Linked DNA regions of Mus musculus: regions 1 and 2 are each linked to region 3. Evidence: chromatin contacts called from public HiChIP or PLAC-seq and promoter capture Hi-C data. All regions are on one chromosome and are shown on one strand. Each heading gives the region's core, a stretch centred on a gene start, on an enhancer-like site or on the middle of the called end of the contact. The rest is flanking DNA. Distances are from core to core; before and after follow the strand shown.

Region 1 (3,668 bases), core at 531-3,030, 370 kb before region 3:
ATTACTCCTCTTTACATATGAGGGTCCAGGCACAGATGAGTAACCTGCCCAAAGTCACACAGCTTAAAGGTTACCAAACCAAGGCTAGACCCTGAGAAGTGAAAGGCCTACTTTATATGTTTTGCAGCACTAAGTATTGAACCAACAGTCCGTGAGTGCCAGAGCTCTTCCTCTGCCACTCTGTCTGGGTTCACTTTGAGGTCTCAAGTGTCCCAAGCTGGCCTCAAAATCACTGTGTAGTAGAGCAGGACTTTGAACCCGTGATCCCCTTGCTTCAGCCTTCCCCATCGCTGGGGTTACAACCTAACACCTCAACACACAGTTCCAGTTCTTCCTTTACTTTTGAGTCAGAGTCTCACTAAGTCACCCGATCAGGCCTTGAATTTACACAGCTCTCACGTCAAAGAAAGTAAGTGACAGTTCTTGAGTTAAATATGCATGGCCAGCAAGACACAGTCCACTGTGGAAGTGGTGATGTGTGTGTGGGGGGGGGGGGGGAGGGGTTATTCGTTACAAGGCAAAGAAAGTTGTATTTACCAAAAACCTTGGTGGAACCACAGGTAGGTATGGCCAGCAAGTGGGGAAACGCCCCTATAGATGGTGTCTGAGGACATTGTTAATACGATCTTGAGCTTCCCTCCAGTCAGCGTCCATAAATGCAGGCGCAGGGCTGGGCTCTGGAACCCCGTGGGAAATATCACCAGACAAATAGAATAATATTTGAGGGGGTCCAGAAGAAGGACTTGGGAGGAGAGACATGGTGGGGTTTGGGGGGGAAGGGCCAGAATCTTACAGCATCTCTAATTCCAAATCCTGAAACCAGGTGTATTTTGAAAGGCAGAACTCCCCAGATTTTATTTAAAAACAAAACAAAACAACAAAAAAAACCTTTAGAGTTGGGGGCATGACTCAATAAAGCGTTTGGTGTGGAAGCATGGAACCTTAGTCGGACCTCAAGATCTCCTGCACAGAACGCCAAGTTCAGTGACCCGATTCTAACCTGGAGCGTGGGACACAAAGGGCTCCCTGAGATAAGAAGAATCCCAGGATTGTCTGGTCAGCAAGTCTAGCCTAATCTGCCAGTCTCAGGTCTCACGGATAGATAGACCCTGCCTCAAAAACAAAATAAATAGTGGCTCGAAGAACAACCCTGCCCTACATACTTATGTAGACACGTACACATGGACATAAACTGAAAGCCAGAAAGCAAAGCAGTTCTCAACTTCTTGAGGCAGAAGGATAGCCTGAGTTACAAAGTAAGCCACTGGGGGTGGGAGGGGGAGGAGGAGGAGGAGGAAAGGAAGGAAGGGAGGGAGGGAGGGAGGGAGGGAGGGAGGGAGGGAGGAAGGAAGGAAGGAAGGAAGGAAGGAAGGAAGAAAGAAAGAAAGAAAGAAAGAAAGAAAGAAAGAAAGAAAGAAAGAAAGAAAGAAAGAAAGAAAGAAAGAAAGAAGAAGAAAGGAAGAGTCTGTGGACCCTGAACTTTCCACGGCCGAGATGGCCACATCTGTTGTATATTACATAGAGCCTTGGGGGTGTTGACTGCTCCAGTCTGCAGTCTAGCATGGATCTGTCTCTGAAGTAAATCTCTTCAACATTCTCATTAACTGGGGAAATTTGGATCATATCTGGGCCCCTCCCTGCCCCTCAGATAGCTCTCGTCAAGACTCAAACATCCTAAATTCCTTCATGGGTTCTGGATCGGAATTCCAAGCATGAAGCAGTGCCCAGAAGGAGGCTAGCTGCAAGCAGAGGTGGCGGCTAAGGGGTTTCCAGAGAGGAAAAGCAGCAGCCACCAGCCCGCAGGACGGACGTGGCGGGGCGAGCTGCACCCCCATCCACTGAGCGGGCGTTCCTAGGCTGCCTGCGCCCTGAGTCACCGGCCCGCGGCGGAGTGGAGCTCAGGAAGGTGGCGGGCCAAGGGCAGAGGGTGGGCGGCGGGCGGCAGGCGGCGGGTGGCAGGCGAGGGCACAGCCGAGGACAGCTCCGCATGACTCAGGGAGACCCCCGCGGGCAGCTGAGCATGCTGAGGAAACACACCGCCTATGTCCCAGCTCCTAGGGGAACGCCTCTCTGAGGCCAAGAGCTCTTCAGCAGCCTCCAAAGGGGACCACAGGAAAGAATGGCACACATTCGTTTCTGTGTATTCTGTGCCATCCTTTTCGATGTTTTGTTCTTAAGATGGGCTCACTTTGTAGAGCAGGCTGACCTTGAATGTCTGGTTCTCCTCTAGCCTCGACCTCCCATATGCTGGAATTACAGGCATGCACCTGGTTTAATTTTAATTTGTCTTTTACATAATACATCCATGCTTGGAAAATGTTGCACCCCTGTGTGTGAAAGCTTTGTAGCACTAGGGCAGGATAAAGGAAGGCATGAACAGGACATGGAGTGTAGACAAGCAGTATCAGCATTAAGTCTGGAGGATGAGAGAGCAATGTCTCAGGCCTGTAATCTCAGCACTGGGCAAAATAATTGCTACAGGTTCCAAGCCAGCCTGGACTCCACAGTGGGTTCCAGACTTGGTATCCAGAGTGAGATCCTCTCTCAAAATACATGGATGGATGGATGGATGGATGGACAGACGGATGAACAGACGGACGGACGGACGGACAGACGGATGGATGGATGGATGGATGGATGGGTGGATGGATGGATGGACGGGTGGACGGATGGACAGACGGACGGACGGAGGGATGGATGGATAGATGGATGGATAGATGGATGGATGGATAGATGGATGGATGGACGGATGGATGGGAAGGCAAGCTGGAGATGAGTAAGAATAGGTACGTGTAGGAATGCCACGGTGGAATACGTCACTTCATATGCTCTTAAGTATCAATTCAGTGGGGCAGGAGAGATGGCTCAGCAGTTGAGAGCGCTCGCTGCTCCTGTGGAGGACCCAGGTTCAGCTCCCAGCAATCACATGGACTCCTAGGCATCCGAAGTCATCTTCTGGGTGGGAGATACCCATACGTACATGGTGCTTATAAACTCACACAGGCTTACAGACATACAAACAAATAAGTTAATTAATTAATTAATGTTAAGAATTAATCTGGGGGCTGGAGAGATGGCTCAGCGGCTAGGAGCACTGACTGCTCTCCCAGAGGTCCTGAGTTCAATTCCTAGCAACCACCTGGTGGCTCACAACCATCTGTAATGGGATCCAATGGCCTTTTCTGGTGTGTCTGAAGACAATTATAGTGTACTCATATACATAAAGTAAATAAGTAAACCTAAAAATAATGAATTAATTCAAAAATTAAAGAAGGCTGTTTTGAAATGTTTTAATATGAATAAAAATCGAAGGTCTGCCCCCCCCCACACACACAAGACAGCATCTCCGTTCTTCTTACATGAGGCACACAGAGTGACCTTGTTCGCAGAGACCCAAGATAGAATGGTGGTCGCCAGCATAATCATCTAGCATGCAGTGTGTCAATGCAGCATTGAAAATGGATGGTGATAACAGTAGTGAGGGGGTGTTCGTGTGTGTGGGCACACACACACACACACACACAAACACACACACACGAGGGAGGAAGAGAGAATAGGGGTTAATTTAATAGCACCAACTGGGACTGGAGAGATGGCTCAGTGACTAAAAGCACTGACTGCCCTTCCGAAGGTCCTGAGTTAAAAAAAAAAATCCCAGCAACCACATG
Region 2 (4,117 bases), core at 1,319-3,818, 400 kb before region 3:
TTCCGTCTGTCTCTCTTTCTCTCTGTCACACACACACACTCACACAAAGGATAGAGAAACCAAGTTTATAAAGCACCATCAGGACCAAGGTGATTAAAAAAGAGGAGTGGACAGAGGTTGGAAGTGAGGCCTCCATAGCCTGTGAAGGCTCTTCAGGCCCAGGTTAGGGAAGCTGGCTTGAACAAGAGGTCCCTGTGCCCTGCATCGAAATGAGAGAAAAGTCTGAGGGGTGTGTGGGTAAAAGGCAGCCCTGGTCACACTTTCTTACTCTGTACCTTGGCTCCACTGGGCAGCCCAGAAGTTCCTTGATGGGCTCTGCGGGGCCCTCTGCCAGCACCCCTAGTGTGTGCCAGGAAGGAGCCACACCCAGCTCGCCCACCCAGGAGGAGGAGGCCCAGCAGGCAGCTCCATGAGGTCATCCAGAGGCTGGGGCAGAGTCCGGTGCTTAGGGTGCCCAATTGGAAACCTAGAATCAGAAAAGCAGAAACACACCCAGCTTTCTCCCCAGGGCCCCGTGGGTGTGGGAACCCAGAGGCCAGCTGTACTTTCACAGAAACCAGCCCTGGGGGTGGGGAAGAGGACAGCCCCATGCTATACAGCCAAAGAAACTAGGGCCCAAAAATTCCAGCCAGTGCTCGCTGAAACAGAGCCTACCCAGACCCCCACACCTCTGGATATAGTCATTCTGTGTTTATCAAGATAATTCAGCCCCAAACCTATCGTGTTCGGGATTCTGTTGAGGTGAGCACCTGCCTGGGACCACACAGTCACTCCAGATAGTAGTGAAGTGCTCTGCCCAGGGCTGTGCTCTCGTACAGCCGTGAGCGTGTAGCTCTCTCCGTGGCCTGGGTGGACACGGAGGGTTACTCAGTCACTGGCCTACAGAAGGTGTAGTAGGGGAGGGACCCATTGTGTGACAAGATTGAGATAAAAAGCACAGTCCTTCCTGCTGTCTCTCCACCCAGTCTGGGTAGCAAAGAGTGGGCAGGCTTAGAAAGTGAATGGAGGCCTGTTCCTGGCTGAGTATTTGATTTGTGTGCTCTCTCTCTCTCTCTCTCTCTCTCTCTCTCTCTCTCTCCCTCCCTCCCTCTCTCCCCTCTCCCACCTCTCTTTCTCTTTTGCTTTTCTTTAGAGAGAGATTCTCACTAAATAGCCAAGAAGCTACAATGAACAAATTCCAGGCTACCTTCCAATTTACAGCCCTGCCTCAGTCTCCTGAGTGCTGGAATTACAGGCACAGGCTGTTCTGTGCAGTATGTTTTGGGGGCCTTTACTGTGCCTCTCAATCCAGGGGGCAGGATTTTCCCCTTGCACTGTCCCCTTCCCCTCCCCTTCCTTGGAAGGTTTTGAAGATGAGGCCTGGAGAGGGAAAGGGGGTGATTGACAACTGGTCTGTGAGACAGATGGGGTGATTGGTCTGTGCAGGTGGCTCTGCCCCCTCCTGTTCTCAACATGGTGTGCTTGTGGGCACCAGCTGTGGTCATCACCTCAGCTTGTTAGGAGAGAAGTCGAGATAGCCTGAGAGCTAGCCTGTGCACCCAGAGTAGTACTGGCTTCCCGGGAGCCACCAACTGGGGACCATGTACCCTGGGGACTGGGTTGCTGATAGAGCTCAGATATGGGTGCCGAAAGGGCAGAGGGCCACAGCGCCTCAGCCCTCCTGCGTTCTCACCGAGTGTTTCAATCCTGCCCTGTCTCTCTGGGGTTTCTGCAATGGGAGAGCAGGCAGGGGTCAGAGTCTACACTGGAAACAAACTGGAGACTCAGAAGCAGGGCCCAGGAAGGAGGCACCTTGGGGAGGGACAGGACAGACAAGATGGTCCCCAGAGACTTGGAGACACAGCTATAGCTACTCACCCAGGGCACGCTGGGTCTGCTGTGTGTGGCTGGGATTGGAGTGTGCACCTTAGTGAGGGGATGAAGGGAGGAGAGATCAGAAGAAAGGAGCGGGTTGCTGTCCTACCTCCTTTCCCTCAGTGGAGGTGAGCGGATTAGGCACTTGGATGTAGAGACGTCTATGGGGTTGGATGTATGTGGCCACCCAGGAGGAAGAGGGCCAATGTGCCTTGGTAACCAAGTCTGGAGGAGACAGAGCCAGGTGGTCGAGTGGGAAGACAGTGGTGTGGTCGCTGTCCCTTCTGTTCTCTTGGCTGGCAGAGTCTAGACACCAGCTTCCCCATACCGCATGTGTCCAAACCCCTTCCTCATCTGAAACGTCTCTCTCCACAGCCTTCCTCTTTCCCTTCACACCCTCCTGGACCTGCGGCAAGTCCACAGCCACTCACAGTCTTGTGTCTGAGCCTCAGTACACCAGGCTAGCCCGGGGTTGAAGCCCTCTCCTCAGAGTTTCTTTCCACCTGTCCCCATCTGAGCCTCATCTTCCACGACACCCATGACTTACACGTGAACGATTTGGTAGAGGCTGATCCAAGCTGTGTCTGGGGATGGAATGCAGATCAATCCAATGTGTCACTGGAGCACTGAGCACAGGGGCAGGGTGGTCGGGGGGAACAGCCAGTGGAGTCCAGGAAACATGAAAACACCCCAACCTGAGCCACCCCACACCCATCAGGCAACTCTGTCTCAGGCACTTCCGCAGCCCTGACAGGAAACCAGCCGCAGTCTCAGCCTCCCGCCATCTCCGAGGCAGCTTCTTGTTTCCCACTTGCCCTGTGCCACCTCAGAGTTGTGGTCCCCGGCTCCACCCCCCTAAGCTTTCCCAGGCTGCATCCCAGCAACTCAGACAGGGCCGGGATGGTGGATATGATTTCAAAACTGGTCAGAAGGCAGAGCCGGGCCCTGCGGGCACAGGTAAGTTAGCAGAACTCGGGAAAGGCTGAGCCTCTGAAGGGGCGGCCTTCTGGGTTTGGAGCCGCAGTGGGTCTATGCCGCACTCTTTTAGGAACTGATTATAAAGCTCAGAACAGGGCATGTTGGGGAAGAGGGGGGGTGTCAAGACATTCTTCTCGGAGGCCTTTTCTGTCTAACTTTCCCGTCTGTCCTTAGAAGGACAGACAGAGAGTTCTGAGATCCACAGCGTGGATGGGGCAAGAGAGACGGGGCTTCTACCACTGTGGGCAAGGGAAGGGAATTGAAGACAAGGGGCCCAGGACCATAAAGAAGTGAAGGGGAATTTCTTGGCTCAGTTCTCTGACCTGAGGTGGCAAGGCCTCTTCCTCTTCCCCACTCCTGTACCCAGAGGTTACAACTTAGGAGCCCTTGATACTATTTTTAGGCTATGGCTGCATGCAGGTCTCCAGAGTGGGGGCCTGCCATGTTCCCCTGAGAGCACAGTGAAAGAGCCTCTGCAGCCTCAGCAGCAGTGAGAACCCAGCAGAACCAACCATGCTAACAGAGGAGAGCTGCCTTAGCCTGCCACCCAGGCTGGGGGTGTGGGGAGCTCACAGAGAGCTCTGGAGTTTGAAGGATCATCATGGCTGCAGCTTGCAGACCACCTCAAGGAATGGGGGTCTGCCTGTTTGCCTCTTTGAGGGTCCCTCTCTTTCATCCCAAGCATTTGGTGTCTCTGGGGCAAGCCTGTCTTCCTCCTGCTCCCACCTTATGATTCTGCATTGTCTCTTCTTGGGGTAGCCCTGTCACTCCAGGGACCTAAACCTCCCTCCCCCCCTCTCTCTCTTCAGTATCCCCCATACCTGCTGGTGTGTCCTATGTTCGAGACCCCTGTTAGCTCCCATAGCCTGTCAAGCATAAATCCCTGCTCCAAAGAGCCCAGTACCACGTCGTCATCGCCCTATCACCCATGGACCCTTCCAACCCCAGGCCTGGAATAGGCAAGGCCACAGCCCTGGTGTGTCCAACTGTGACGCAGGAAGCGCATCTGTCCTCTCTGTCCCCTGTCATTATGGTTTCTGTCCTATCCCTTGAAATCTCCTGAGCGCTGTGGCTCAAAGCCGCATCCCAGCTATCCCTTTCTCACATTCTGTTCTGTGTGAATGTGCTTATTTCTGGCATTTGCCACAGAATTGACTTGCCTATAAAGCCGTGTCTGAGAAGATCTGATATGGGCTTCAGGACATTGCTTCACCTGAAGGGGGCCCCCGTGGCACTGGGCACACCATCCTATGTCCTACTCACAAAGAGATGCATGCCCAGTAGG
Region 3 (4,040 bases), core at 772-3,271:
GGAGCGGGCGCGCTTTCAGAGCGGGGGGCGGATCGCGGTGCGGCGACGAGCGCGCCTCTCGGACGCCCCGGCGAGCACGGGGGTGAGGTGGCTGCCTTCCGTCCCCTCCTCTGCCGCCGCAGACTGGTGGATTGTTCCCCCGCCCGCCAAGCCACAGCTTCGGGCAGCTAACGAACGCCAGCAGCCTAGGGGACTAGGGGCTCGAGGGCTTGTCTAGAAGGCTGGGGGTCTGGATAGATCATACCCATGACCGTGCAAGTGCCCCTCCGGTCACTCACTAGCCCTGTCCTTCTAAAGGGAATCATGTTTAAGAAACTGTCCCGAGGGACCAGGAGGCCGCTGACAGCTGAAAGCTGAGGGCTACCCGGCCTGAGTCTGCCTGGAGGAGTGTAGGGGTCCTAAGGCATGCTCGCATCACCTTGCACTTTCGACAATAAATAGGCCCCAGAGACCCTGTCGCGTTGAGATTGAAACAGCGAGGGGCAAGGCTGCAGGCTTGAATCCCATCTCCACCACATCTTACTTTCGTGACTTGGGGGCAAATCTCTTTTAAGTTCGCAGAGCCTCTGTTCTCCATCTGTAAAACGAGGATAATGGTGGGCTTTATATCTAGATTGATGTAAAGATCAAATGTGACCATACATACAAAGCATCCAACGCAGTTTGTCTTAGCTCCCTCCTCCTTGGTGATGGATGTCATGCTGACCCGGGTTAGTATTTGGAAAGTCCTCTCTGGCAGCGTCCCGCCCACCCCCACTTCTACCATTGGTTATTCTGGCATCTCAGTTTTAGGTAGGGATAATCAGGGAATCAAATGGACAGTGGGAGGTCGGCGGTGGGAGTGTGAACTGGGAGGAGTCTTGCAGGCAAAAAGAATGAGTCTGGAGTGTTGTTGTTTATCGTGGCCAGAGGCCTCAGAAAGACACAGCCCTCCTCCTCGGATAAAGGAGGGTGAAGGAGGAACACAGCTTGAGCTGGGACTCACAGAATATGACAAATATGTTGATGGAAGCAGACACATTTCAGTTTATGCAACCTAAACATTTTCCTGCACTAGAAGAACGTGATGGGGTAAGAGTTAGGGGGGTCCCCTAAGGGGCTAGGAGAGATCAACCCCCCTCTTTCTGGGGAGTGCTAGAAAACGCAGAACCACCTAGGACTGGTTAACACTAAGAGATGACATGGGAGGGGTACTTCATTTTCTCAGGGTCCGTATTTCCCACTTGTCTAGCTAGTAGCTCAGATCAGAAAAGGCCTCATGGAAGAGGCCACAGGTAGAGGCAGCCTAGAAGATATCCCCTGGGGCAGTGGAAAAGAAGGGGCTGAAGACGCTGCCACCTGGGAGAGAATGCCCCTGAAGTAGTTAGAATCAGATAAAAAGTCAGGCTGCTATTAGAATTCAGAGATTCCCTCTGGGCACCCTAAAAGCAAAGGATCCAGACGGGTTATCTGGATGCTAGGCCTGGGTGCCTATGGAACGCCCCTCCCCAGTATTCCTTCCAGGCTTTAGCCCTCATCCTCTTTCTTGTTCTACTCTCTTGTTCCTCACTCTGTAACCCTCCACCCCCTGCAACATCTCTTTGTCCCCTGCAGACAGGGGGCAATGTTGCATCCTTCGACCTCCTGCAGGTGGTGGTCCTTTGCCCCTCTGTCACGATTTTCCTCGGAACTGACCCACGGAACATCTATCTCAATGCCACGCTGAGCTCTCTGCCTCTCCTTGTGGCTCCTCCTTCCGCTTGCCCTTTGGTCCTACTCATTCCTGACTCTAGCCCCTTCCCCATTCTGAGCCTCAATCTCCAGCTCCCTCCGTGATGCCCACCACTCTCATAGCCCCGCCCCTCCCTGCCCCTCCCACCTTGAGGCTTCCGCGGCCCAATTAGGCGCCTGCCCCGCCCGCAGCCCCACCCCTCGCCCTCTCCGAGCCCCGCGGAGCGGGTGGGCGGGGCCCAACGGAGGAGGCAGTGGCCCCAGCCAGGGAAGGCGGGAGGAGCTAGGCGCTAGGCGGGAGGCCGCGTTCAGTCGGGCAGCGCAGCGGGAGGGAAGCACGAGGCCGGAGCCGGCTGCTGGGCTCCGCAGCGCAAGCAGCGCAGCGCGGCGCCCGGGCCCCGGCCCCATGCCCGCAGCCCCGCCGGACCGCCCTTGAGCGCGGGCGTCGCGCCCGCGCCCCTTACCCGCCGGCATCATTGCCCCGACGGCGCGGCCGGGTGGCCCGGCTCTCCCAAGGCTCCGCGCCGGCCGGAAGACCCTGCTGGCTGCCGCCGCGGGCGTGGTGATGCTGCTCGTGCTGGTGGTGCTCATCCCGGTGCTGGTGAGCTCCGGCGGCCCGGACGGCCACTATGAGATGCTGGGCACCTGCCGCATGGTGTGCGACCCCTATCCCGCGCGGGGCCCCGGCGCCGGCGCGCGGTCCGACGGCGGCGACGCTCTGAGCGAGCAGAGCGGTGCGCCTCCGCCCTCCACGCTGGTGCAGGGCCCCCAGGGGAAGCCGGGCCGCACGGGCAAGCCGGGCCCTCCGGGGCCTCCAGGAGACCGGGGCCCTCCAGGTCCTGTGGGGCCGCCTGGGGAGAAGGGTGAACCAGGCAAGCCTGGTCCTCCTGGCCTGCCGGGTTCGGGAGGCAGCGGCGCCATCAGCACGGCCACCTATACCACGGTGCCACGCGTGGCCTTCTACGCCGGCCTCAAGAACCCTCATGAGGGTTACGAGGTGCTCAAGTTTGACGACGTGGTCACCAACCTAGGCAACAACTACGATGCGGCCAGCGGCAAGTTTACATGCAACATTCCTGGCACCTACTTTTTCACCTACCACGTCCTCATGCGCGGCGGCGACGGCACCAGTATGTGGGCAGACCTCTGCAAGAACGGCCAGGTGGGCCATGAGGGGGCGTGGGGCTGACCTGGGGGCAGGGCTCCCAGGGAGCCCCCAGGAGAATGCGTATTGGATCAGAGTCGACAGGCACACCGGGCAGGCGTAGGTGGAGACCCTAAAGCGGCCCCCTTAACTATCATGTGAAGAATGGTTGTAATTAGCGGGCACCCCTGAGTCTTCAACCCTTGGGCTTGAGCTCTTAAGGGAGAGGCTACAGGGCACCCGCGGAGTGGAAATGCGTAAAGATAAATCCAACTAGTCAGATCACAGGGCTCTAGGGCGCACGAACTGGTCCGTAGGGGTTTGGCCCGTGGGAGACTGATTCAGGCTGATTTCTCTTGAGAGCTAAGATTCAAGCTGACGCCGACTGGCTTTAAGGGAACAGCAAGGATGCTCTAGGGCAAGGATAAGGAGAAGCAGTCTCCGCGCCGGAGGGCGCTAAGACGAGTGGCTGTGCGCTCAGGAGAAGAAGGAGGAGGGCTGCAGGAAATGTTTTGCGCACAAAGGCAGAGGGAGTTCGTTGCCCAATAGCCTTAACTGCAGTACATCCCTGGCCCTAGAGAAGGGACCATCGAGCTGAACGAACACCCTTTGCAACCCCCCTGGAATGCTCCACCTTTTCCCAGAGTAACAGAGCTATCCTGCGCCTCCCGGGAAAAAGTTTCCTCTAGAGGCGGGGCGGAGTGATGGAAACTCCCCTCCTTAAAGTCTCCAGGTACAGCTCCTCCAGTATCCTAGAAAATAGGGAGCTGGTGTGCACGTGTCTGAGACACGGATGCACAGCGGTGTCCTTGGAACCACCCACCCTGGGTTCTCAGCTCCCTGCGCTCTCACCTCTGGGTTACAGGGGCCCCACCCCGGGGGCGTGGTCAGACTGAACCTTCTTTTAGCTGAGGCCAGGGTCAAAATTGAGGGTAGGCAAGTGGAAGCTGGAAGGAATCCCCTACAATTGAGACTCCAGATCTTCTCGGAACCCCTCCCACTGCAGCACTACCCTGCTTGGGTATCTGCAAAGTTTGGGGATAGGAGAAAGGGCAGAAAGCCTATCTGTGTGGAAGTCTGTCCTCTTTTTTTCTTCTGCCTGCTCCTCCCAGTCCCCACTATCGTGTCTGCCTCTTCTTGCTCTGTCTTTTGACCATTTCTTACTGGAATCTGCCATTCATCTCTG

What was found. Promoter capture Hi-C pulls out the DNA fragments that hold promoters and counts their contacts. HiChIP or PLAC-seq counts read pairs in DNA pulled down with a chosen protein or histone mark.
Region 1: a contact with region 3 is called in an H3K4me3 HiChIP or PLAC-seq map of bone marrow-derived macrophages, with 5 times the contacts expected there. The contact joins the enhancer-like site here to the promoter of C1ql1 in region 3. A contact is called at or near these places in 4 of 39 promoter capture datasets (the C10 cell line, embryonic stem cells, liver and 1 more), 1 of 15 datasets of contacts at CTCF or cohesin (embryonic stem cells) and 2 of 115 datasets of contacts at active chromatin or transcription factors (bone marrow-derived macrophages and pancreatic cancer cells).
Region 2: a promoter capture Hi-C map of pre-B cells shows a contact between it and region 3. The contact joins the promoter of Arhgap27os3 here to the promoter of C1ql1 in region 3. A contact is called at or near these places in 2 of 39 promoter capture datasets (cranial neural crest and pre-B cells), 1 of 115 datasets of contacts at active chromatin or transcription factors (pancreatic cancer cells) and 2 of 9 other capture datasets (embryonic stem cells and liver).

The regions. Positions count from the first base shown.
Region 1 is chr11:103,310,418-103,314,085 of GRCm38.p6, reverse strand. No RefSeq gene overlaps it. Among named protein-coding and RNA genes, the nearest start is that of Arhgap27os3, 33 kb to the left of the region's middle. Within about 2 kb of position 1,780, at least 174 of the 459 cell types and tissues checked have an H3K27ac peak or open chromatin away from gene starts, as enhancers often do. A contact at or near this core is called in bone marrow-derived macrophages and pancreatic cancer cells, where this site is marked.
Region 2 is chr11:103,343,204-103,347,320 of GRCm38.p6, reverse strand. Arhgap27os3 (Rho GTPase activating protein 27, opposite strand 3) reads right to left here and starts at 2,568. Exons shown (of 4, transcript NR_045346.1): 1 at 2,402-2,568; 2 at 1,858-1,905; 3 at 276-466. The region is part of intron 3 of Arhgap27 (Rho GTPase activating protein 27); the gene reads left to right.
Region 3 is chr11:102,944,697-102,948,736 of GRCm38.p6, reverse strand. C1ql1 (complement component 1, q subcomponent-like 1) reads left to right here and starts at 2,021. Exons shown (of 2, transcript NM_011795.3): 1 at 2,021-2,872. The coding sequence starts at 2,276.